Linked DNA regions of Mus musculus: regions 1, 2, 3, 4, 5 and 7 are each linked to region 6. The links are chromatin contacts, called in public HiChIP or PLAC-seq and promoter capture Hi-C maps. All regions are on one chromosome and are shown on one strand. The core of a region is the stretch at or near the end of the contact, and the rest is flanking DNA. Distances in the headings are between cores, read along the strand shown.

Evidence for each region. Promoter capture Hi-C pulls out the DNA fragments that hold promoters and counts their contacts. HiChIP or PLAC-seq counts read pairs in DNA pulled down with a chosen protein or histone mark.
Region 1: a contact with region 6 is called in a promoter capture Hi-C map of pre-B cells, with 4 times the contacts expected there. The contact joins the promoter of Mrpl57 here to the promoter of Parp4 in region 6. A contact is called at or near these places in 5 of 39 promoter capture datasets (cranial neural crest, liver, maxillary cranial neural crest and 2 more).
Region 2: a contact with region 6 is called in a promoter capture Hi-C map of pre-B cells, with 4 times the contacts expected there. The contact joins the promoter of Sap18 here to the promoter of Parp4 in region 6. A contact is called at or near these places in 6 of 39 promoter capture datasets (the C10 cell line, cranial neural crest, liver and 2 more) and 1 of 484 Hi-C or Micro-C datasets (B cells).
Region 3: a promoter capture Hi-C map of liver shows a contact between it and region 6, with 5 times the contacts expected there. The contact joins the promoter of Bcl2l2 here to the promoter of Parp4 in region 6. A contact is called at or near these places in 3 of 39 promoter capture datasets (liver and pre-B cells).
Region 4: a contact with region 6 is called in a promoter capture Hi-C map of pre-B cells, with 5 times the contacts expected there. The contact joins the promoter of Zdhhc20 here to the promoter of Parp4 in region 6. A contact is called at or near these places in 5 of 39 promoter capture datasets (the C10 cell line, liver, neutrophils and 1 more) and 1 of 115 datasets of contacts at active chromatin or transcription factors (astrocytes).
Region 5: an H3K27ac HiChIP or PLAC-seq map of thymic regulatory T cells shows a contact between it and region 6, with 7 times the contacts expected there. The contact joins the promoter of 1700123O20Rik here to the promoter of Parp4 in region 6. A contact is called at or near these places in 1 of 39 promoter capture datasets (liver) and 1 of 115 datasets of contacts at active chromatin or transcription factors (thymic regulatory T cells).
Region 7: a contact with region 6 is called in a promoter capture Hi-C map of liver, with 3 times the contacts expected there. The contact joins the promoter of 4931414P19Rik here to the promoter of Parp4 in region 6. A contact is called at or near these places in 2 of 39 promoter capture datasets (liver and pre-B cells).

Annotation. Positions count from the first base shown.
Region 1 is chr14:57,824,508-57,827,646 of GRCm38.p6, reverse strand. Mrpl57 (mitochondrial ribosomal protein L57) reads right to left here and starts at 1,408. Exons shown (of 2, transcript NM_026401.2): 1 at 1,325-1,408; 2 at 1-1,138. The coding sequence starts at 1,130. The coding sequence ends at 822. Ska3 (spindle and kinetochore associated complex subunit 3) reads left to right here and starts at 1,484. Exons shown (of 9, transcript NM_198605.3): 1 at 1,484-1,637. The coding sequence starts at 1,535.
Region 2 is chr14:57,796,747-57,799,894 of GRCm38.p6, reverse strand. It overlaps Sap18 (Sin3-associated polypeptide 18), which reads right to left and starts at 1,706. Exons shown (of 4, transcript NM_009119.3): 1 at 1,541-1,706; 2 at 1,298-1,407. The coding sequence starts at 1,669. Mir3077 (microRNA 3077) reads right to left here and starts at 1,471; the gene lies at 1,408-1,471.
Region 3 is chr14:54,882,167-54,884,987 of GRCm38.p6, reverse strand. Bcl2l2 (BCL2-like 2) reads right to left here and starts at 1,563. Exons shown (of 4, transcript NM_007537.1): 1 at 1,482-1,563; 2 at 1,104-1,191; 3 at 175-614. The coding sequence starts at 606.
Region 4 is chr14:57,888,535-57,891,694 of GRCm38.p6, reverse strand. Zdhhc20 (zinc finger, DHHC domain containing 20) reads left to right here and starts at 1,359. Exons shown (of 13, transcript NM_029492.5): 1 at 1,359-1,632. The coding sequence starts at 1,515.
Region 5 is chr14:54,684,862-54,687,709 of GRCm38.p6, reverse strand. It overlaps 1700123O20Rik (RIKEN cDNA 1700123O20 gene), which reads right to left and starts at 1,539. Exons shown (of 2, transcript NM_021437.2): 1 at 590-1,539. It overlaps Acin1 (apoptotic chromatin condensation inducer 1), which reads left to right and starts at 779. Exons shown (of 19, transcript NM_023190.3): 1 at 779-1,241; 2 at 2,634-2,699. The coding sequence starts at 930.
Region 6 is chr14:56,574,245-56,577,139 of GRCm38.p6, reverse strand. It overlaps Parp4 (poly (ADP-ribose) polymerase family, member 4), which reads right to left and starts at 1,521. Exons shown (of 35, transcript NM_001145978.2): 1 at 1,410-1,521. It also overlaps a transcript of Cenpj not described here.
Region 7 is chr14:54,604,538-54,607,395 of GRCm38.p6, reverse strand. 4931414P19Rik (RIKEN cDNA 4931414P19 gene) reads left to right here and starts at 1,488. Exons shown (of 7, transcript NM_028890.2): 1 at 1,488-1,593.

The DNA.
Region 1 (3,139 bases), core at 159-2,658, 1.3 Mb before region 6:
TCTTTAATACAGTTCCTCATGTTGTGGTGACTCCAACCATAACATTATTTTCATTGTTACTTCACAACTGTAATTTTGCTGTTATCATAATACAAATCTCTGATACTCAGCCTCATGAAAGGGTTCTGCAACCACCACAAGGGGTCATGCCCAACAGGTTGAGAATGGCTATCCTAGACAGAAAGTAAGAAAACACCCCTTGTACAACAAAGCTCTAGCCAAGTACCTCAGCCTTAAGACTCATCAGTTTGTAGTTTTACAGCATTTAAATCTAAAAGGTGCAAGGTATGGTGGCACTTGCCTTTAGTCACAGCACTTGGGAGGCAGAGGCCAGTAGATCTCGGAGGTCAAGGCCAGCCTAGCCTATACAGCAAGTTCTATGGCTATATAGTGAGACAAACAAAAAAAAAAAAAACCCCACATTTTACAGAAGGGCAGGGAACCATGCCTGTAATTCCAGTAGCTAGGCACAGGGAGGGCTGCTGCAAGCTTTAGGCCAGAAAAAATAAAAAACAACCCTGAAAATAGACCGATTATGCACATATGGAGCCTCAAACAGTCTCTTTTGGCCTTCTGAGTCTAGGTCTTACTAACTACATCAGCAAAGATTTTCCTGCCTCCACCTCTTAATGTTGGGATTACAGGTGTGAAACAAACGCCTAGGTAGGGTCCCAAGTATTCCGTATGAGACAACTATTAATCAATCATGTTTGCTTTAATAAGATACTGGTCGAAGGGGTCACACTGGTACATAAATTACATTTTCTCAGCTCCAGGACCAAGTAAGGATAGAGCAGTCCGGTATCCATAATCTTGAAGGGTTAGGACCATTTCTTCGAGATGTTGAGATGGTCTAGCTGGTCTGCAATGTATCTATGCTTAGGGAACTTGGAAGTGGCCGCTGCCTTGATGGCTTCAAAAGCCTGGGCCCGTCGCTCCGCGGCGTGGCCGCACTCCTGCTCTGCTGTCATGTAGGGCATGCTGAGCCAGTAGTGGTTCTCGGCCTCCACCTCCAGGCGACGGATCATGCTCTCCTTCGCTTGGAAAGACACGGTACGCGGCCGCCGGTGCTTCCCGATCCACTGCCTGCCCGGAATGCGGCCGCGGAGGAGGACAGCGGTGAGGAACATGGTGCCTCCTGAGGAAATGACACGAAAGCCGCGGTCGCTGAGCCCCGGACCCGGGAAGCGAGCAACCGGCGTGCCAAGCTTGCGCCCACATCCCGCGGCCGAATCCAGAGCACGCTCGGCCTCTCGCCGGAAGTGAGTGGCCGGGAGCCGACTACACTGCAGGATATGGGGGTGGGGGCTCCCCGAAAACCCACCTCGCGTACCAACCGGCCCGGGACACGCTCCCCTCGGCGCTCCGCGTCCCCCGACCGATGCGGCGGCGCGCTGCTTCCGGTCTCTCTGGGGCCCTGATGCTAGAGTTCCGCTCTCGCGAGAGACGCCTTCTGCGCCTGCGCAGGATTCAAATGTGTAGCGCGTTCGTTCGAGGGGACTGGAGGTCAGCAGTCGGCTCGGCGGCCCTCAGCATGAACCCCATCCAGAGTTTCCACTGTAAGCTGCGGGGTCTGGCCACCACGCTGGACAGCGAGACGGCCCGGCTGCTGAGAGCGCTGGACGGCGAGGACAGCGGTGAGTGGGCGCGGGCGGGAGAGTGCGGTTCTCAGCGGGCGGTGTCGTCCAAGGGGCGTAGCTGATCTGTGATGGAAACTGTGCGGACAAATTCTCCTTGTGGCCGCAGGCGAGCGGGTGGTTGGGTGTTTGTTAACAACATCCAGTGGCAACTGTATTAAGACGCACTAAAACCCTGTTTTCTGTACGTGTAAAGTCATTTCGTCTCACTCGAATGGGCCCCTATTGAAGCAAGCATCTGCATTTTCTCCACTAACACTCTATTTGAAGTACAAATACTCGGCACTGCTGTTTTTTTGTTTGTTTTAAGATTTGTTTATATATGTATATGAATGCTCTATTTGCGTGGATGCAGGCACGACAGAAAAGGGCAGCAGATCCCATTATACATGGTCGTGAGCCACCTTGTAGTTGCTGGGAATTGAACTTAGGACCTCCAGAATTGGAGCCAGTATTCTTAGCCACTGAGCCATCTCTCCCGCCTCTTGTTTTATTTTTTAATAATAAAATTAAACATCATTTCTAACTTGTACTAGAGATTTTTTTCTTTTTTCTTTTTTCTTTTTTTTTTTTTTCGAGACAGGGTTTCTCTGTGTAGCCCTGGCTGTCCTGGACCTCACTTTGTAGACCAGGCTGGCCTCGAACTCGGAAATCCGCCTGCCTCTGCCTCCCGAGTGCTGGGATTAAAGGTGTGCGCCACCAAGCCCAGCCTGAGATTTTTTTAAAAAGTTGCAAGGTCACGGAGTGGCGTCCGCCATGAATCCCAACACTCAAGAAGCTGAAGGAGGTAGATTTTTGCGAGTTCCAGGCTAGCACCTGACCAATCAACCAGGCTTAGTGAGACCCTGTCCAAAAAAAAAAAAAAAAAGAAAGAAAGAAAAAAAAGAAAAAAAATCGATGCAAAAGTAGTTCAGATTTTGAGATTATCATAAAATGTCATAAATGTAATCTGTCTCGCACCCAGTAGGTCGAATGTAGTGGCACTTGCCTTTAATCCCAGCACTCTAGAAGGCATAGGCTGGCAGATCTCTGAGTTTGAGGCCAGCTTGATCTACAAATCGAGTTCCAGGACATCCAGGGATATACAGGAAACCCCTGTTTTGAAAAACAGAAACAAAGCAAAAATTGCACCCCGTAGACACAGATTCCTCTTACTTATAACTAACTCTCCATTTGGAAATGTTTTGGAGACTATAAAAGTAACATGTACTGTAGGAAATTTCAAATACAGAAAAGTAAAAAGAGTATATGTATTTTCTATTTAATTCGTAACAGACATCACTTACTGTTGTAGCTTTTTTTTTGTAACTGTTCTTATTTTAGGGAATTAAAATATGCTTTATTTGTTTATGTTGTTGAGCTAATTCGGCATACTATACTAAAGTTCATTAGTATTTCAACTGTATAAAAGTTCTTTTCACCAAGTGTTTGTTAGTCTGTAGTCTCACTAAAACATTACCTCTGCACAAACTTCATTTACTTTTTGTTTATTTGTTTTACAA
Region 2 (3,148 bases), core at 457-2,956, 1.2 Mb before region 6:
GCGGGGCACACACATACATGAAGGTAAACACACATATACATAAAAAACAAATTACAATTTGGAAGATATAATATCGAAACTGACACAAACTATACATACACCAGTGTGCATAGTTCAAGTAAAATCTTATTTTTTCATAACTGTATGTAGTTCACTGTGTAATAAAATAAGTTATAAAACTTCAGACAACTGTTACCTTCTTATGTATTTTTGCAACTAAATTTTACCTGGCCAGAATTCATACTCTATTCTGCAATTAACTCCGAAATTTTATATATCGTTCCTAGTGAACTTCAATGCTGGCATAAACTCTGATTTTCTTTTGAGGCAATTTTTAAAAATTAAACAAGCTTTTACAGTCTGAGTGCCCTAGCAGAAGAAGGGTAAGCTTTATAGCAGAAAGTCTCAAGAGCATATGCTGAAAGGTGTGTACAGTAAACACTACATTTTTAAAGTGAAAAACTTGATTATTCCAAGATTTTGATATCCATGTGGTTCTGGAACAATCTCTACAGATAACAGAGAGATAACCCTCTTTAGAAAGCTGGGCTCACGGAATAGAAAAGCAGCACTTAAGCAAAGTCCGGGCAAGCTGGAAAATTCATTTGTTGGGGGACACGGAATTTTAGTATGTGGAGAGTGGCTTAAATTCAGCCGCTACTCAGTAGTTTTCCCTTATAAATTCAATCACTAGCTCGTGTTTTGGATGGGGGTGGGGGGATGGGGGGTTGTTTGTCTGTTTTCCCGAGAAAGGGACTCTTTTGTGGTGTATCTTACCACCGCAACAAAAATGTATTAAAATTCGCCTTTGCTGCTTTTCCAAAGCTATTACAGTGTCAACCTGACACAATCCAAAGGACAAGCCTGTAACGGTCCTAGCTGCGTGGGTCCTGAGCAAGGCAGGTACTCGGAGATGAAACACTTGGGACAGCCGTCCTCACCGTGCAAACACCAAACGCTTTGACACCAAGGGCCGGGGCAGAAAGGGCTCGGTGTTGATGGTGCTTTTTAATATCTTGGTGCTGCGTGGCTCGAGGCTTCCCATTGCCTCCACTCTGCGAACACGGTTCACTCAACAGCCATCTCCCTCCCCGTCCTCTACCATCTTATCCTACCGCACCGTAAGCTACCTACGTATCCTTTTGTACCGGGCGGCCACACGGCGAGAGCGACGCCGGTCAGTTCACTCTGACCTAACGTTTCATCCCCACTCCCGAAAGGCGTCACACGGCGGGCGAGCCCGCCCTGGCTGTCCCCGAGGACGCAGCCCGCCAGGCCCGGGTCCCGCGCGGCTCACCAGGTGTAGATCTGCAGCTCGCTCGAAGGCACGTTCCCGCGGGAGAACTCGTCCATTCGGTGGTGGCGGCCGTTGTTGGTGGTGAAGACCCGCAGCAGGAGCGGGCAGGTCTGCGGAGAAGCAGGGAGTCAGCCTCGGGCGCGCCATTTGGCCTGCCCGCCCACCCGTCCGCAGGCCGCGCCCGCCCTCCCGCCAGCTCGCCGCTGCTGCCACCTCTGCCCCGCAGCCGCCCGCAACCCGCACCTTCTCGCGGTCGATCGGCTTCTCCGGCTCCTTCTTAATTTCCTCCTGGGTAACGCGCGACTCCACCGCCATCTTCCTCCTTCGGCCCGGGAGACGCTCGCCCTGACCTCCGACCCCTGCGGCGAGCATGAGCTAGTCGTCTCTCGCGAGGAAAGGCACGAGGTTTTATAGGAAACGAGTGGCAAGGCGGGGCATCGCATGGCGCAGGCGTATTTCCGTATGTGTGGGTGCACACGCACGCACGCGCGCGCGTACGTGTTGCCTTGGGGAGAGGGGTGGGGCACACGCATGCGCAGTGCTCTACAGGCGTCTTGATCGTTCTTAGTTGTTTTCTTACGTGCTCACTGCCCAGGTCAGCTTAACGTAATATTTTCATGCGTAGTGATGAAAATGTGTAGCGATCACGAAAAACTTAAGAAAATTCACATGACATGTAAAAATATGAACCAGGTAGTCATAGTGATGATAAACCGACTGAACTGGTTAATATGGACCCCCAGTGCAGAAAGGTACTGCAAGGCCAGCGAAATGATACCTTTTCTGTAGATGATGGGGTAAAGCTGTCTGTTTAGGGGCTATGAATGAAATAGGCTCTTTTTATGTCACGCAAAATTCAAGAGAGGCAAATCCAGCGGCATGGTGATGCATACCTTCACCTGGTCTTCAGAGTGTCAGGACAGTCAGGGCTATGTGGAGAGAGCCTGTTTCAAAACAAAAACTACAAAAGTATCAGTGAGAAAGACTGATTGAAAAAACCTTCATGCCGGCCAGTGGTGGCGCACTCCTTTAATCCCAGTACTTGGGAGGCAGAGGCAGGCTGACTTCTGCATTTGAGGCCAGCCTGGTCTACAGAGTGAGTTCCAGGACAGTCAGGGCTACACAGAGAAACCCTGTCTCAGAAAAAGAAAGAAAGAAAGAAAGAAAGAAAGAAAGAAAGAAAGAAAGAGAGAGAGAGAGAGAGAGAGAGAGAGAGAGAGAAAGAAGGAAAGATAGAAAGGAAGGAAGGAAGGAAGAAAGAAACCTTCACAATATGCTATAGATACTAAAACATAAACCCCATAGCTCCATTTTAAAGCAGTTGCTTTAAAAATGAAATCTAGACAGTAAGCATGTAAGGTTCGGAATGTCACTGCTAACCCAGAGAGTTCGTTAAAGATCTGGTGACTGCTTTTAATAGATTGCTTTACAAACAAATCGGATGTAGTATATCTGCAAAAATTAGACACTGCCAGTAGCAGCTGTTGGCCTTGGCACTTCTGAACTCCGGTGAGAAGGCAAGCTGGCACACACTTTGGATTCTTTAGGGTTCCTTGCTAGTCATCCTCTAGTCCTTACAACCCCTTCTTGCTGATAGACTCTAGAGAAAATCTTTGCTAGGAGTATATCCAGAGACATTATGAGAATGCTCTTCACTTGAGGTTCTTACAGAGGACCAGGCTACAATTCAAAACACCTGTAACTCCAGTTCCAGAGGCTCTGATGTCCTCTTCTGGCTTCCTTTGGGCACTGCATGCATGTGGTGCACAGACATGAAAACAGTCAAAACACCCATACACACAGCATAAAAATAAACAGATTTAAGAGGATGTAGAATGCTCATAACTTCAG
Region 3 (2,821 bases), core at 314-2,813, 1.7 Mb after region 6:
TACTACATGGTAGCCCTGGAGTACTGTGAGCTTGATGCTCTCAGTCTGATTCCACTTAAATAAGGGAACTCAGCCCTTCCCAGCACAACCCCAGCCTCCCATCAGAGGCCCTATTTTCCCATGAAGACCAACTTTGTAGAGGGATGCGGAGAGCAGCAATTGAGAACTTCTTACCCAGCCCCCACTGCTGTGGATCCAGTCAGCCAGACGTGTCTCCAGGTAGGCCACCATCCAATCCTGCACTTGTCCCACCAAAGGCTCCATTTCTTTGTTGACACTCTCAGCACACAGGGCAGCCCCAAAGACAAAGAATGCCACAAGACGGCCCCAGTTAGGGCCCCCTTGGAAAAGTTCGTCGGAAACCTGGGTGAAGCGTTGCTGGGCTGAGCCTGGGGTCACGTGTAGCTGAGCGGCCAGGTCAGAGAAGGTGCGGCGGAAACGGGTCTCAAACTCGTCTCCAGCAGCCCGCATGGCTTGGTGCAGCGGGTCGGCGGCTGGGCCTTCCCCAGGGCCAGCTCCACAGACATAACCCTTCTGCCTCAGCTTATAGCCTACAAAGTCAGCCACTAGAGCCCGTGTGTCTGGGGTTGAGGCTGGGGTCGCCATCCGGGCGGCTGAAAGGGGCAAGGATGACAGACTGACATAAATATAAGGAAATTATTGACAGAGAGCAAGAAGGGACATTTCCTATTTGATCAAGCTCCTGAGATAGGTGAAATGCTCAGAGGCACTGGGCAGGGCCAAGAAAGAGCAACGGATTTAAGTCATGGGGAGGTTCAGAGCATAAGCAGCTGGCCACGTATAACATGTCAAATTAAGTGTGCAACAGGAAATCTTATTTTTAGACTACTTCAGATTCCTTTCATACGACAGCACCAGCTGTATGCCACCTCTATACACACACACACACACACACACACACACACACACACACACACACACACACACACCCCTTTTTGGCTATAGGAAGGGGCTTAAGACCTCCCCAGGAGCATGATGCGAAGATGTTGGCAGAGGCACAAGATAGGGAGGAGACAGGGGCTGAATAGGAAGATGGGAAAAGCCAAGGGCTGTAATGGGGCAGAAAGGAAGAGGACACTTACCCAGCCTGGATGGCAGCTCTTAGGACCCAGTGCTGGTGGCAGGGAGCCCCCAGCTGAGGCCTTTCATCCTCCCGGCTAGAGTGGAGCCCTGAAAAGGGGAGGGAGAGAGAACTAGGTGGGAAAGGCCTGGGTCTGGCCCGGAAAGAACTGGAACTGCAGCGCCTGGGACTGGGCCCCTACCTCCAAAGCTTTGCCAGCTGTGGGACCGATTCCGTGTTTAATGACTGCCCTCTTGGGAAACCCGGGACCACGGGCTTCCTGCCGACACCATCTCTATTCCCGGTACCCCCAAGAGCAGCCCAAAGGCCCAGCTCCTCCCATTCCCCCACCCTTAGCTGGTCTCCAACCCCGCCCGCCAGCCAGGTTAAGGAATCTCACGGGTCAGGCCGCAGCCGGGATCCGGAATCCGGTTGTTTCCTGGTGGAGGAGCTGGGAGGGAGGGAGGGAGGGAGGGAGAAAGGGAGGAAGGGAAGGAAGGAAGGAGGGAGGAGGGGAGGGCAGGGAGGGAGGGCCCGGCGCCGGGTGATGATGGGACACAGAGATGCGTCCAGAGAGAGGGGCGGGGCTGGGAGGCAGGGCTGGGAAGAGCCACAACTCCAGGAAGAGAGGGCCATTGAAGGGCTGTTCAGAGGCCATAGTGACCTGTGCCGGCTGCCTGCGAAGCCCGCAGTGTCCCCAGAGAAACACACCGGGCCTCAGCAGCTCAGTGCAAATTCAGCATTTCCGGAAGGTCTCTTCTGTTCACGCACTTGTTGAACTTTCCAGCTTGGATTGCGTGCCTAGGAAAAGCAGAGCAGTTCCTATTAAGCTGGGAACAACCTCTTGCCCTTGTGGGGCTAGTAGAAACACTAAACACAAAAATACTTCCCCTCAGGACCTTTAATGCAGTGGGCTCTTCCTTGGCTGGAGTTTCAGCTAGGTATCAAGGTGTCAGGCCTTGGTTTACAGTGTCCACAAGCAATCTTCATCTTTTGTAATCAGATTGATTTTCTTTTCATTTGTTACCCACCACAGGAGTTAATTCTTACTATTTAAAACAAAAATCAAACAATAAAAGGCACAAATTGATACAAGCTTACTAATCTTACACACCCTCTCTAAATACAGGTTACCAATGTTGGGTTAATACCTGTTTTACAGATTACATATATCTATAATTTACATGTGAATATCTACATTCACATATACATGGATTATATATACATTTATCCATACACATATGTTTATATAAATATGTGCTTTTATATATACACATACAATATAAATATGTTTATAAGTATAAATATATATGTTATATATAATTTATAAATGTATCAATATACATATAAATATAAAGTATATCAGTATAGTATATGTAAATATTTTTATATTTTTATATATTCCATATACATATTTATAATATACACATATATGTATATATAATATACATATATCTATTTATATGTGCATTTATGTATATATATATATGTAAAAATATGTATATATAAAAACCGAGTGTGTGTGTATTTTGAAACATGGTTTCTTCTCTGTGTAGCCCTGGCTGCCCTGGAACTCACTTCTATAGAGCAGGCTGGCCTCGATCTCACAGGGATTGGCCTGCCTCTGCCTCAGACACTATGGGATTAAAGGCCCGAGGCACCACTATCCAGCATGTGATAATATCTTTCTGTAGAGCAAGTTTCCAGGGCAAGAAGCTTTCTGACTACAGCAGATCCACA
Region 4 (3,160 bases), core at 110-2,609, 1.3 Mb before region 6:
TTTCTCTAGACAGGGTTTCTCTGTGTAGCTCTGGGTGTCCTGGAACTCACTTTGTAGACCAGGCTGGCCTTGAACTTAGAAATCTACCTGCCTCTCTCTCCCAAGTGCTGGTATTAAAGGTGTGCACTTCTGGGTCCTAATGTCATCTTTAGGGCATGTTGCAATTTTCTTATTGTATACATGTTACTTTAATGTAACAGTAGTGTATGGTGACTAAATATTAATACTCATTTTACTAAGTCTTTATCATACTATAATAGCAGTTACCTTCTTCTTGGAGACTTTAGTAAATAGTCTGTTTTAGCTGACCTCAAACTCACAGAGTTCCACTGTCCTCTTCCTCCTGAGTGTGTGGAATTAAAGGCATGTGCCACTATGCCCAGGGCCAAAACCCAAACCAACCCAAACCAAACTTAAAAACTTTTCATTTGTCCTCAGACAACCCCTGGGCCACACATCCTCATGAGCAGTGGTCCATGCACATCCGCACATAGAATGTAAATAAATGAATGTACTGTGTTTTAAAAGAATGTATGAAATTATTCCTAATGATTGTACATTATGATGTTTCACAGCAAGGCTTCTAGATTCTAAGATTGCAGTCATTACTTAGCAATCTCCAGCTGTAAATATTTGAAAATCCCACTCCAGGAAAGGGCTGTTTCTATATTCTGCTTTCATGGTGTAACCTTAAATGTGGACTCCAAATCAAACTGACCTGTTGTATATGGCTTCCACCTTAAATCTCAGGCTCCTACCAATTCAAACAAAACATGGTGGAGAGAGCGATACGTGGACCAAATTATCCCAGGGGATTCTTCATTGGAGACACATTATAGTCACAGGAGTCTTATATTTAAGTATATATAATATTTTTCTTGCTTGCACGCTTGAGTGATGCACAGCCTTATGTAATAGGGAACCCGACTTGTATGGGTCCTGAAAGACCTAGGGGAAGAGTGTTATACAGAGTGCCACCCAAGGCACACAGGGCAGCTAAGAATTCATTCCTCTCCCCTTGCGCATCCCCATCCCTCTCGTCACCCAGTCCTAGATGGCCTCCTACACATCCTTAGCACTCTCCTCTCTTTTCCACCAAGGCACCCCCAAATCCCATGGGCGGGCCTGAGCAGAAGCCCCGCCCCAACTTCAGGCCCCGCCTCCTTCGGCCGGGTAGCCCCACCCCCTACGGGGATTGCCAGGCGCGGGACTAGGGGCGGAGCGGCAGGATGCGGGGCAGGGGCGGACCCGGTCCAGGCGCCGGGAGGGGCGGAGTTGCAGCGTCGCCCTTCACAGCTCGCAGCGGGATGAGAGGCGGGCCCGGAGGCGGGCCCGAGGGCGGGGTCAGGGGCGGACCCGGGCCAGGCGCAGGGAGGGGCGGAGTTGTGGCGTCGCCCTTCGCCACTGCTTGCGGCGGCGGAGCCTCGGGGGCGGGGAAGCTGGCGACAGGGCCGCTGGGGTCTTGTGGTCCTACAGAATCGTGGGCAGCGGGACCCGGCAGTCAGCAGAGGAACATGGCGCCCTGGACACTCTGGCGCTGCTGCCAACGCGTGGTGGGCTGGGTTCCGGTGCTCTTCATCACCTTTGTGGTCGTCTGGTCCTACTACGCGTACGTGGTGGAGCTGTGCGTGAGTGAGTACGGGAGGCGCGGGCGGCGGGCCGGGCCGCGGGTGGCAGGCCGAGGCCTCGGCGCCGCGTTCTGATTCCGCGGGGCGGCCTGCGCTTCCCCAGCCCGTGGGTTCCACGTCCGAGGGTTCCGGCCCGCGCTTCTCCGGCGGTGGGGGCCCCTGTCCGTGGGTTTCTGCCCACGGCTCGCTGCTCGAGGGGTCCCGAGTTCGGGCCTGCGCGCCGCCCACGCTCCAAGCTTCCGGGTGGCTGCAGTCGCCTTGGGGCTCCCACCCTTCTGTGACGGAATGCTCACAAAGGCCTTTCCTTTTGAACTAGAGAACCCCTTCTGAGACGGCTTGTGAGGTCAGTTTGGCTAAAACACACGCACACACGCACAAAGAAATCTTTTCCTCCCAGATTGTTGCTCCCCAAACTGCGCGAGAAGAAGCGCGTAAGCTGAAAGCAGCCTGGGGGCCTGGGAGGGAGGTGTGTCTCCCGGGTCTGCAGTGTGGGCTCAGCCCCTGGTCTGAGCTGTATTTGACCCTTTTTAATATTCATCTGGGGGTCTCAGTGCTGGATTTACACAAAATGTTGTTTTGAGGCACAAGGAATTGAACAAGAGAGGTGCAAGCTCAATGACTTTTTTTTTTTGCCTGTTTACTTTGTAGGTTTGTATTGCTTATACCTTTAGTTTTAGGGCTTTGGTTTAGTTTTACTTTTGCTATTTTTCTTATTTAATTTTTTTTACCGTATGGTTCTTACCTGATTTCCTGGGATAAAGGAATAGCGTTGCATTATACTTACATGACTTAGCCGATTGGTTCATTGTCATTAACACCCTAGGCCATTACTATGTCAGTGATACTAAATAATTGCCTGTAAGCTTTGAGTGTGCGTTCTATACCTACTGGCTCTTTACTGTGTTCGTCTCCCGTCAGCATTATTAAATAAAACCCTAAGAAAAAGCAGTCCCTTGGTTTCCCAGAAGTGATGTGGTTTTAATTTTCAGACAGAGCCCTCGGTTATCTGAAGGACAGATTTTCTTTGGGGAAAAACATACGGGGTAAATACAAGAATGAAAAAAAAAAAAAATCGGGCTGGTGAGATGGCTCAGCGGGTAAGGGAACTGATTGCTCTTTCGAAGGTCCTGAGTTCAAATCCCAGCAACCACATGGTGGCTCACAACCACCCATAAAGAGATCTGACACCCTCTTTTGGTTCGTCTGAAGTCAGCTACGGTGAACTTACGTATAATAATAAATAAATCACTCAAAAATGGTAGAGCCTAGACCTCAATTGTGGCTTTGGATTTGGCGAGCTCCAAACCAAGTACTTGTTTAAAAACTCAAGTTCTGTTCATAGAAGACCCTGAAGTAGCTGAGCTTCTGCAGGTTTTTATTTTTACAGATTTTTTTTTTTTTTGAGACAGGGTTTCTCTGTATAGCCCTGGTTGTCCTGGAACTCACTTTGTAGACCAGGCTGGCCTTGAACTCAGAAATCCGCCTGCCTCTGCCTCCCGAGTGCTGGGATTAAAGGCGTGCGCCACCACACC
Region 5 (2,848 bases), core at 290-2,789, 1.9 Mb after region 6:
CTTGACTTGGCCTAAAAAGTGTGCTATTGATGCACATCTCTGAACAGTTTTCCTTAATGGTTTATACCTGCAAGTGCCACTGACTTTGCATTATGTGTGCAAATGTAAGCCAACTTATTCCAAAATGTTTCCGTCCTACAGTTTGTTTCTCCAACAACGAAAACCTTCACCTCTCTATGACCGTAATTACTACTGCTGTTCCTACCTCTTCAAGTTGGAAGATTTGTATCGACAAAGAATAGAATCCCTAAACGTAAGTTCTAAGTCCCGGTTCAGGGTGACTGCCAGTTTCAAAGTGGCTCTACAGGGAGAAGTTTCTCCTAAAACTTCTCTTTTTCAGAGAAAGGTAATTTTTAACCCAGGGTCTTGCTACATGGCTTCCATGGTTATTGTCATTAATAAACTCAAAAGACCTGATTTTTCTTTTTCCCACGTAGGAAGCCGCAGGTCTCTCATTCCTTAGCCCCACAGGACAAAGTATTTCTTACACAGAATGGCCGGGATATAGAAGATGGAAGCAGGAGGGGTCCCCAAAAACCTGCAGACACCAAGTCTCATCTGGCCTAGGAGAGACTTCTTTTCCTCTTACCTTCCTTTTCCCCTTGGAAGACGCCCAGAGATCACAAGAGTCCTTCAGCTCCTGCTCCAACTCTCCGAGCCTCTTCCATGTTTCCTGAAAACCCGAAGCAGAGCCAGCCCCCAGTAACCCACGCACTTCCGGTCCGGAACCAGCCCCAAATACCCAAGTGCCCCAGCGCCCCGGCCCCCAGGTCCGGAGATAGCCGAATATCTCCGATTATGGGTATGCCAGATTCGAGGGCTTCCGAAGAGATTCGATTCAAAGCCCCGGCAAGCCGAAAACAAACGAGCCTGAAAGCCAGATGGGAGGGGCCAGCCGCTAGGTAGATGGAAAAAGCCGATTGGTACCGATGTGGGGACGGAAACGACCGAACAGCTCCGGAGAAACCCGGGGAATTCTGAGCGGTAATAGAGGGGTAGACTATGGCAGTGGGCGGGGCCAATCCGGTCCGTTCGAAGGGCGTTGGCGGAAATTACCGAAGATGCCCGAAGCCGTCGGGACGGACCCGAGTACCTCACGCAAGATGGCGGAGCTGGAGGAGGTGACTCTGGACGGGAAGCCTCTTCAGGCTCTGCGGGTGACCGACCTGAAGGCCGCACTGGAGCAGCGAGGCCTAGCCAAGAGCGGGCAGAAGAGTGCCCTGGTCAAGCGGCTCAAAGGGGTGAGAAGTCAGCGTTGCCGAGGTGTCGGAGGGGAGCGGACCCGGTAGAGACGAGTCTCCGCCGCGGCGCAGGCGCAGTGTCCGGGCTCGGCGCGAGCTCTCTCAGGCCGCCAGCGCGAGCCTGCAGATCCACGCGCACGGTGGTTGGTGTGGCTGGCGCTGGGATAGAGATAACGCCGGTTCCCGCCTTAACGGCAGCGGCGCGAGCCCAAAATGGGAGGGTGCGCGCTACTCTCCCGGAGTGTCTTAAGCTCCTTCCTTCTTCCCCCACCCCCTCCTTGTTTGTGTCTGTGTTGTCGGCGCATGCGCTGCAGAAGGAGTTAAATCCCTCTACAACCACCGGTGTGGCTGGCCTTAAGGGGGCGAGCAGGGCTGGGTCCGAGTTAGGGATACAGTTGGGCGGATGGGGTTGCTGTCTATGTCTGCAATAGGACATTTGTGATAGGGTAAAAAATGTCCGCTCGACTAGATTAAGTGAAAGGAAACCTTGATAGAAAGACTTGGTCAGAGACGGCTGTCTAATTTATAGGGAATCGAGCAGCAGTCTGGATAAGTATTTGGTGGCTATTGGTACGAGAGGTGAGACAGATTACTTTAGGCTGGGGATTTTGTGTCGGTTTGAGTAGTGAGGGTGAGCTTGTCGGGAGGTACACATACTGTGTATCGCTTTGGTGTAAATGGAGGGAAAGAAGGTGAGCTGAACTAGTGTTATTAGAGTTCATTAGCATACGTGACTCGTAATACTGATGGGGACTCTGGGTCAGTTCAGGGTTTGAGTTGACAGACCGTTGCTTATCCCGAAGCTGACAGTTTGTGGGTGGGTGTGGATTAGGTCAGACCACTGGTTACAAGGTCTGTGGTTAGTTTCCCTGTGAAATTTTTAATACATTTTATTTGTCCGGGTGTTACACTGCTGGAAGTTGTGCAAGTTCAGTTAAGTAGTTGTAGTTCTGAAAAACTAATCAAATAATAGTCAAATCCAAATTAGCCTCTTGTTGGTTTTATGTGATTTGAAACTTGTTCTGAGTACTTGGAATTTTTTTTTTGCCTGTATTACCGGATTTAGAAGTGGCTCCTAGTCAAAATTGCAGACAATAATAGAGATTCTAGTTCCGATTCTGTCATTTTTGCTGATTTTTGTGACATAGCCAGGTCACTGATTCTTTGTGTGCCTGTGTTTTACATTTGGGAGCAGTAACCATGGCTACCTTTAAGAGACTTATGAAGATGAATGAGAACAGTATTAATAAAGGGCTTTTAGTCTCGGTGAAAGGAATATAGTATAAATGTATATTTAAGTAATTGAATGAGAAGGCTGTGGGAGAGGTAGAGACCTGGATTGCGTTTTTGTTCCCCCTCCCGGTTTCTGATTTTTGCTCTTCTTTATACCAGGCTCTAATGCTAGAAAATTTACAAAAACACTCAACACCCCATGCTGCATTCCAGCCAAATTCACAGGTAAGAGAAAAGGTTTGTTTAGATAGAATGGGCTATTTGGAGACTATAGTAAGTAAATGGGAAGACATGGTGTTGTTTTCCTTGTCATCAGAAGCAGTATTTTCTTAAACTATTTTTATTGCAAGTGATCTCACACTAGACAGTTGATG
Region 6 (2,895 bases), core at 272-2,771:
AGTAGCAGAAAAAAACCAACAAACAAAACATAGGCATCCTTTCACTGAACCAAATACAAACGTGTCAAAAAGACCTGAAGGGAAAAAAGTCATTTCCAATAGCTTTTAAATATCAAACTCGAGCCTGGTGGTGGTGGTGGTGGTGGTGGTGGTGGTGCACGCCTTTGGTTCCAGCACTCAGGAGGCAGAGGCAAGCTGATCTCTGAGCTTGAGGCCAGCCTGGTCTATAGAAAAAGTTCTTGAGCAGCCAGGACTATACAGAGAAGCCCTGTCTCGAAAAAACAAAACAAAACAAAAAACTGCACAGTGGAGAGAGAAGGCTGCCTCGCTAGGGAGTGAACACCCACGTTTCTTCCTTTCAGCGTGTCGTAGGGGAGCCCATCACAAGCCGTCTTCCTATTGGCTGCCCTGAGACAGATCCCAGCTTTGATCCTGTTGTTACTCTTCCTTACCTCATCTCACTGCTTACAGTCAAACATGAAAGTCAGGGCATGAACCCCTGACAGGAACGTGGAAGCCGGTGGTTCTCAATCTTGACCCCTTTGACAGTGGGTTTAAGACTATAGGAAACACAGATATTTTTACTTACTATTCATAACAGTAGCACAATTTAAGGAACTGACTGGATTAAAGGCTGTGATTGGCATGTAAAGTGAGTAGATTAATTAGTGGTCAAGGAAGAACGCAGTTTACTGGCTTGCTTTCTGTTTCTGCTCACCTCATACAATCCAGGACCACCTGCCCAGAAGCGGTGCCTACAGTGGGCTAAGCTCTCTTCCTTCAGTTAGCAATCAAGAAAATGCTCTGCAGACACACCCCAGAGGTCAATTTGACGGAGGCGATTTCTCAATTGAGGTTCATTTTTTTCCAGGTGCGTCAATTTAACAACCAAGAATAGCCATAGCACCGGAAGTACCTTTAGTAGGACAGAGGCATAAATCCAACCTAAGGACAAATCTACGTGGGGCGGATTTCCTGGCCTTCCCCTTTTTCATTAACATAAATTGTAACTGCCATAGGTAAGGCCTAGACAGACTAAGAATTTCTCTATTCCCAGTCTTGGCTAAAACTGCAAATTAACTCACCCCATCTTTTTTACTTATTTTTTGTCTTAATAGGACCCGGAGCTTAGTCAGATTCGGCTAAATTTCAACTCCAGACCTCAATGAGTTATTTTCTTCTACCAAAAGTTTCCTCAACTTTCAGAAAGTAAAGAAATGTTGCGTTCTGTTGCAGTTATTTTCCCAAAACAGCAGTGGGTCTGATGGCGCAGTCAACATTGACCTCCCCTCCCCTGGCACTCCCCTCCTAGGGCCGCTGACCCTGAGCCAGGCCTCAGAAGGTCAAGACCACCAGAGACTACCGGGGACCCTCGGGCTGTCAGACAGCCTCCTGGGGTACCCACGCACCTGCTCGGAGATCCCGCCTGGCCCTTCCTGGTGTCGGATGGTCCCCTCCTCCGTGCTCCGCAGCCAGCGTTCCAGCCTTGGTGCTTCCGCTCCAGGCGCAGCCGGGTTAGGTGGGGCGCGGCGGGGCGGGACCGTGGCTGCGGCTCCTGAACACCGGACCTACGCCCCTTAGAGGGATGTCCTGCGACTGTCCAGCTGGGGAGAAGGCGTGGCCTCAGCTTTCCAGATCAGCCTAGCGTTCAGGACTTTCACTTTCTTTTTCAGAGTGTAAATTGCCAGTAGGAGTAAACCCAAAATTCGAATCTGGGAGACTTGATGGATGGGGACTTTTGACAGAGAAATGATTACGGATTGGGGTTAAATAGGGTGCTGGAATCCCAGGGCAGGTAAGAAACAAATTTCCCAAAGGGGCATCAGAGAGAATTTAGGACTGAAGAGCTAGGTCATTGGTAGAAAGCTTGGCTAACATTTGTGGGCCCCTGGGTTCGATTTTCAGCAGCAACAGTGGAAGAAAATGAGAACTTCTGAGTTTGAAGCGCACAATAGCATCCATCACTAATTGGAGACGCTCAAACGATGGGTCTAGGGCTAGACAGCTCAGCTGGTTATTTGCTTCACATGTGTGGGCCCTGGGCGCTAGAATCAGAAATGTACTGAGTAGGGACTGATTTAGAAATAATTCCATTAATAATTTCAGAATATGATGAATGAAACGAGACTATAAGGTCTAGACTAGAGAATTGAATGTAAAAGGTGAATTTTGGTGACATGATTTATTGGGTGCTGTCCTCAGGTGCCAAATGATCTGGAACTTATTATGTGTACTAGGCTAGGTAGCCAGTGAGCACTAAGGATCTACCAGTCTCTTCCTCCCAGCACTGGGGTTACAAGCACATACCATTATGTGTGGCTTTATATGTATATTATATGGCTTTATATATAGTATATATAATATACTATATTTGTTTGCATGCATACACATATGTGTGCTTATGATTTCTCTTCTTCTTTGACATGACTGGGTATAGGACTCATGTCATCAGGCTTGTAGGGCAAATACTTTACCCACTGAGCCACCTAGCCAGCTTCCAGCTTTTTCCTTTTTAAAATGGTGGGGGGGTGTGTTACACTCCGGTCTTTATGCTTACCAGGCAAGCACTCTAGGGACTGAGCCACCTCCCCCTCCCTAGAAACGTCTTTACTGGACTGAGGATATGCTTCAGCAGGTTAAAGTGCTGTGTGAAGCCCTGGGTTCAGTCCCTAATACTGTATTAAAAACAGGGTTGGTGGTATATGTGTGTAGTCCCTACAGACTGGAGGTACAGACAGGAGGATCAGAAGTCAAAGATCTTTAGTGAGTTCTTAAAAAGCAAAGCAGAAAAGGAGACATTTTTACTGTACTACTAGTTTCTTGTCTTATTGCTCTGATAGAAGCAGCTTTTGGAAGGAGAGGGTGTGCTGGCTTACAGTCCTAGGGTGTACAGTC
Region 7 (2,858 bases), core at 239-2,738, 2.0 Mb after region 6:
TGTGTTGTGCCCCTGTACTGTCACAGTCGCTTACCCTCTGTAAGAAGCCATGTCAACATTGCTGTGCAAAGCTGGAGACGTCTGCAGTCTCCTCTTCAACACAGCCAGGCCACAGCCAGAAGCATAGAAACTGCTTCCAGAACAAGAGGGAAAAAGAAACGGGAACACATCTTTTTCTTTTAATGTGGTTAAAGCATGCATCACCATTTTTAGAGTTCTTTTCATTTTCTTTTATAAACTCATAGGTCAGGGGTTCGAGTGAGGAGGAAAAGGCAGGAAGTCCTAGAAAGAAGACTTGAGAAGGGTCATGGGTTTCAGATATTAAAACATAAATAAATAGGTGAGAGAGAGAGAGACGGAGAGGGAGAGGGAGAGGGGGGGGGGAGAAAGAGAACTTAGTGTCCAGCAGAGACACTGGTGAAGGCTGCCAAACCCCTGTGGACTTGAGTTTGATCCTTCAGACCCTCTAGGTGGAGAGAATTCCTGCAAGTTGTCCCCTATTCTTTTTTTTTTTTTTTTTTTTTTTTTTCTTTTTTCTGAGACAGGGTTTCTCTGTATAGCCCTGGCTGTCCTGGAACTCACTTTATAGACCAGGCTGGCCTCGAACTCAGAAATCCGCCTGTCTCTGCCTCCCGAGTGCTGGGATTAAAGGCATGCGCCACCACACCTGGCACAAGTTGTCCCCTAATTGCCACACTTTGCATTGCGGCACGCGAGTGCCCCCACCAAAAGAAAAAATACACACACACACACACACACACACACACACACACACACACACGTATGTATGTATGTATGTTAGTGTGTGTGTGTGTGTGTGTTCGCGCAAACGTTTTATAATAAAAAGGTGCAGTGAGACCGGTTTATGGACTGCTTAAAATCGAGGTTTAAGCAATGGTCTACATGCAGGGTGTGTGAGGGAGACATTTTGGTTTCTTCAGAATGTGGTTTTAGCCTAGTAGGGGAGCCTGGCTCAGGCTGTGCAAAAACAAGCCCCAAGTGTAAGGCTACTTAGCCTCTCACTTGAACAACGTTACACTCATAGATGTTCATGTAAAGGTGGGCTGCTAGACAACTTGTGTGACCCAGAGACACTGGCCTGGGAAACCAAGGGTTGGAGGGCCTCGCCCCCCAAACCTGACGCTCAATCAGCCTAAGAGGTCCCAAGTTCGCTAGTTCTCCCAGCTTAGCAATGTCAGAGGGCGCTCACTCACAGGGTGGTTCTTCTGAGCCTGGCTTGGGGGGCGGGGAGGGAGAACGAGACGGGAAAGATGAGCGGACAGCGAGGAGAAAGGGAAGGGCAGTGGGCGCATCGGCCAGGTCCGGGAGCTCGCGGCCCTCGGGGGCCCCCCGGACGGGCGCCTCGGGTGCGGCGCGTGTGCTTGCGGGCGGGGCGGGCGGCGGCCAATCCGGGCGGGCGGCCGGGAAGGGGCGGGGCTTGTGAGCTCCGGCTCCGCGAGTCCTCCTTTTTTGCACACACACGAATACAAAGAGCCATACGACCTTCGAGTATCCTTTTTCCATTTTTTTTCCTCCTTCATCTTGTGTGCGTTTTCCAAATTTTTAAAAATAGAGATCTGTGGCAGTGCTGGGGTGAGGAAACTGTTGCTAAGGGGAATTTGCTCTTTTCCCCATTTCTTTTCCTGTCTCTCTTTCTCTTTCTTTTTCCTGGTCGAGGTTTAAAAATATACCAAGTTGAGAAGCCGTGTGCAACTGTTCCCAGACCAATTTACAGATTTTTTTTTTCTTTTTGGATCACATTTTAAGAATTGGTAAATTTTGTGGTTGAAGGATTTAAATTTTAGTCGCTTGGGGAAGTATAGATTTGTTTTTAATCGGGTTAAAGCGATAATGTGAATTTCTACCACAGGCAACAGAGAGATTTGAGGTGCCCTCACAAAGCCTTTGGCATGTATTTTAGACACACTCACTCAGAACCAAAACCAAGTGCTGTAGCAGCAATGTAGCAGCGAGTGTGACAGGCCAATAGATTAAATATACTGGGTTATTTTAATTGGGACACTCATTTCCCAGGAGAGAAGGGAAAGCTCTCTCACAGTGTTTTGCACACACAATTTCATGAGGACATTTGTGTGTATGTACACTTAAAACATACCATTTCGTATGGATTCATCTTGTGGTTTATTCTTTGTATTTATGTAAAGTATGTGTATATGTGCTGTTATCGGATTTTATTTTTAAAGTGTTTTCATTTGATTTTATGTGTGTAAAATAGACCTTAGGATGTTTTTTCCCCTCTGTGTTCCCAAATGTGATCAAAACAGGATTTCAAATGCAAAGTAAAGCGTAGAGGAAATCCTGCACTTAGCATACTTAAGAACTTTCATCCTATTGGAATTTACCTTCTTTTCTGCTTCTTTTTATATCAGATTAGTGAATAATTAAATAATTGCCCCAAAGCCTGCAGTCAGTGTGTTTGGCAAACGAAGTGGGGGGGACGGGGACTGAGTGTGTAGTCCAGAGCCTTTTAGTGACTTTTTAAATGCTTTTGGTTTTTTATTGGTTTTCCTTCCTAAACATGCAACTGTGTATATTTTAGCCTTTATGAGTAGTTTTGGGGGGAGGTACCAGAAGGGAATCTCCTGGCATTTTGACAAAGTGACCTTTTATTGGTTGGGATTTGTTTGGAAAACTCCACATCTGGGAAAGTGTGTGAGACAATATTCTAGTCCAGTTACTGAACGGGGGTGGGGGTGGGGTCCTGGGAGGGGTACTTGGGGTAGGGGCAAGAGGAGGCAAACGCAAAACCCAGGAGGGATAAGAAATACAATGTGATTGTTATTTTGCTTTCTGTGAATGCAAAGCTTCCCCCATATCGTCACATTTTTGGAAAAGTG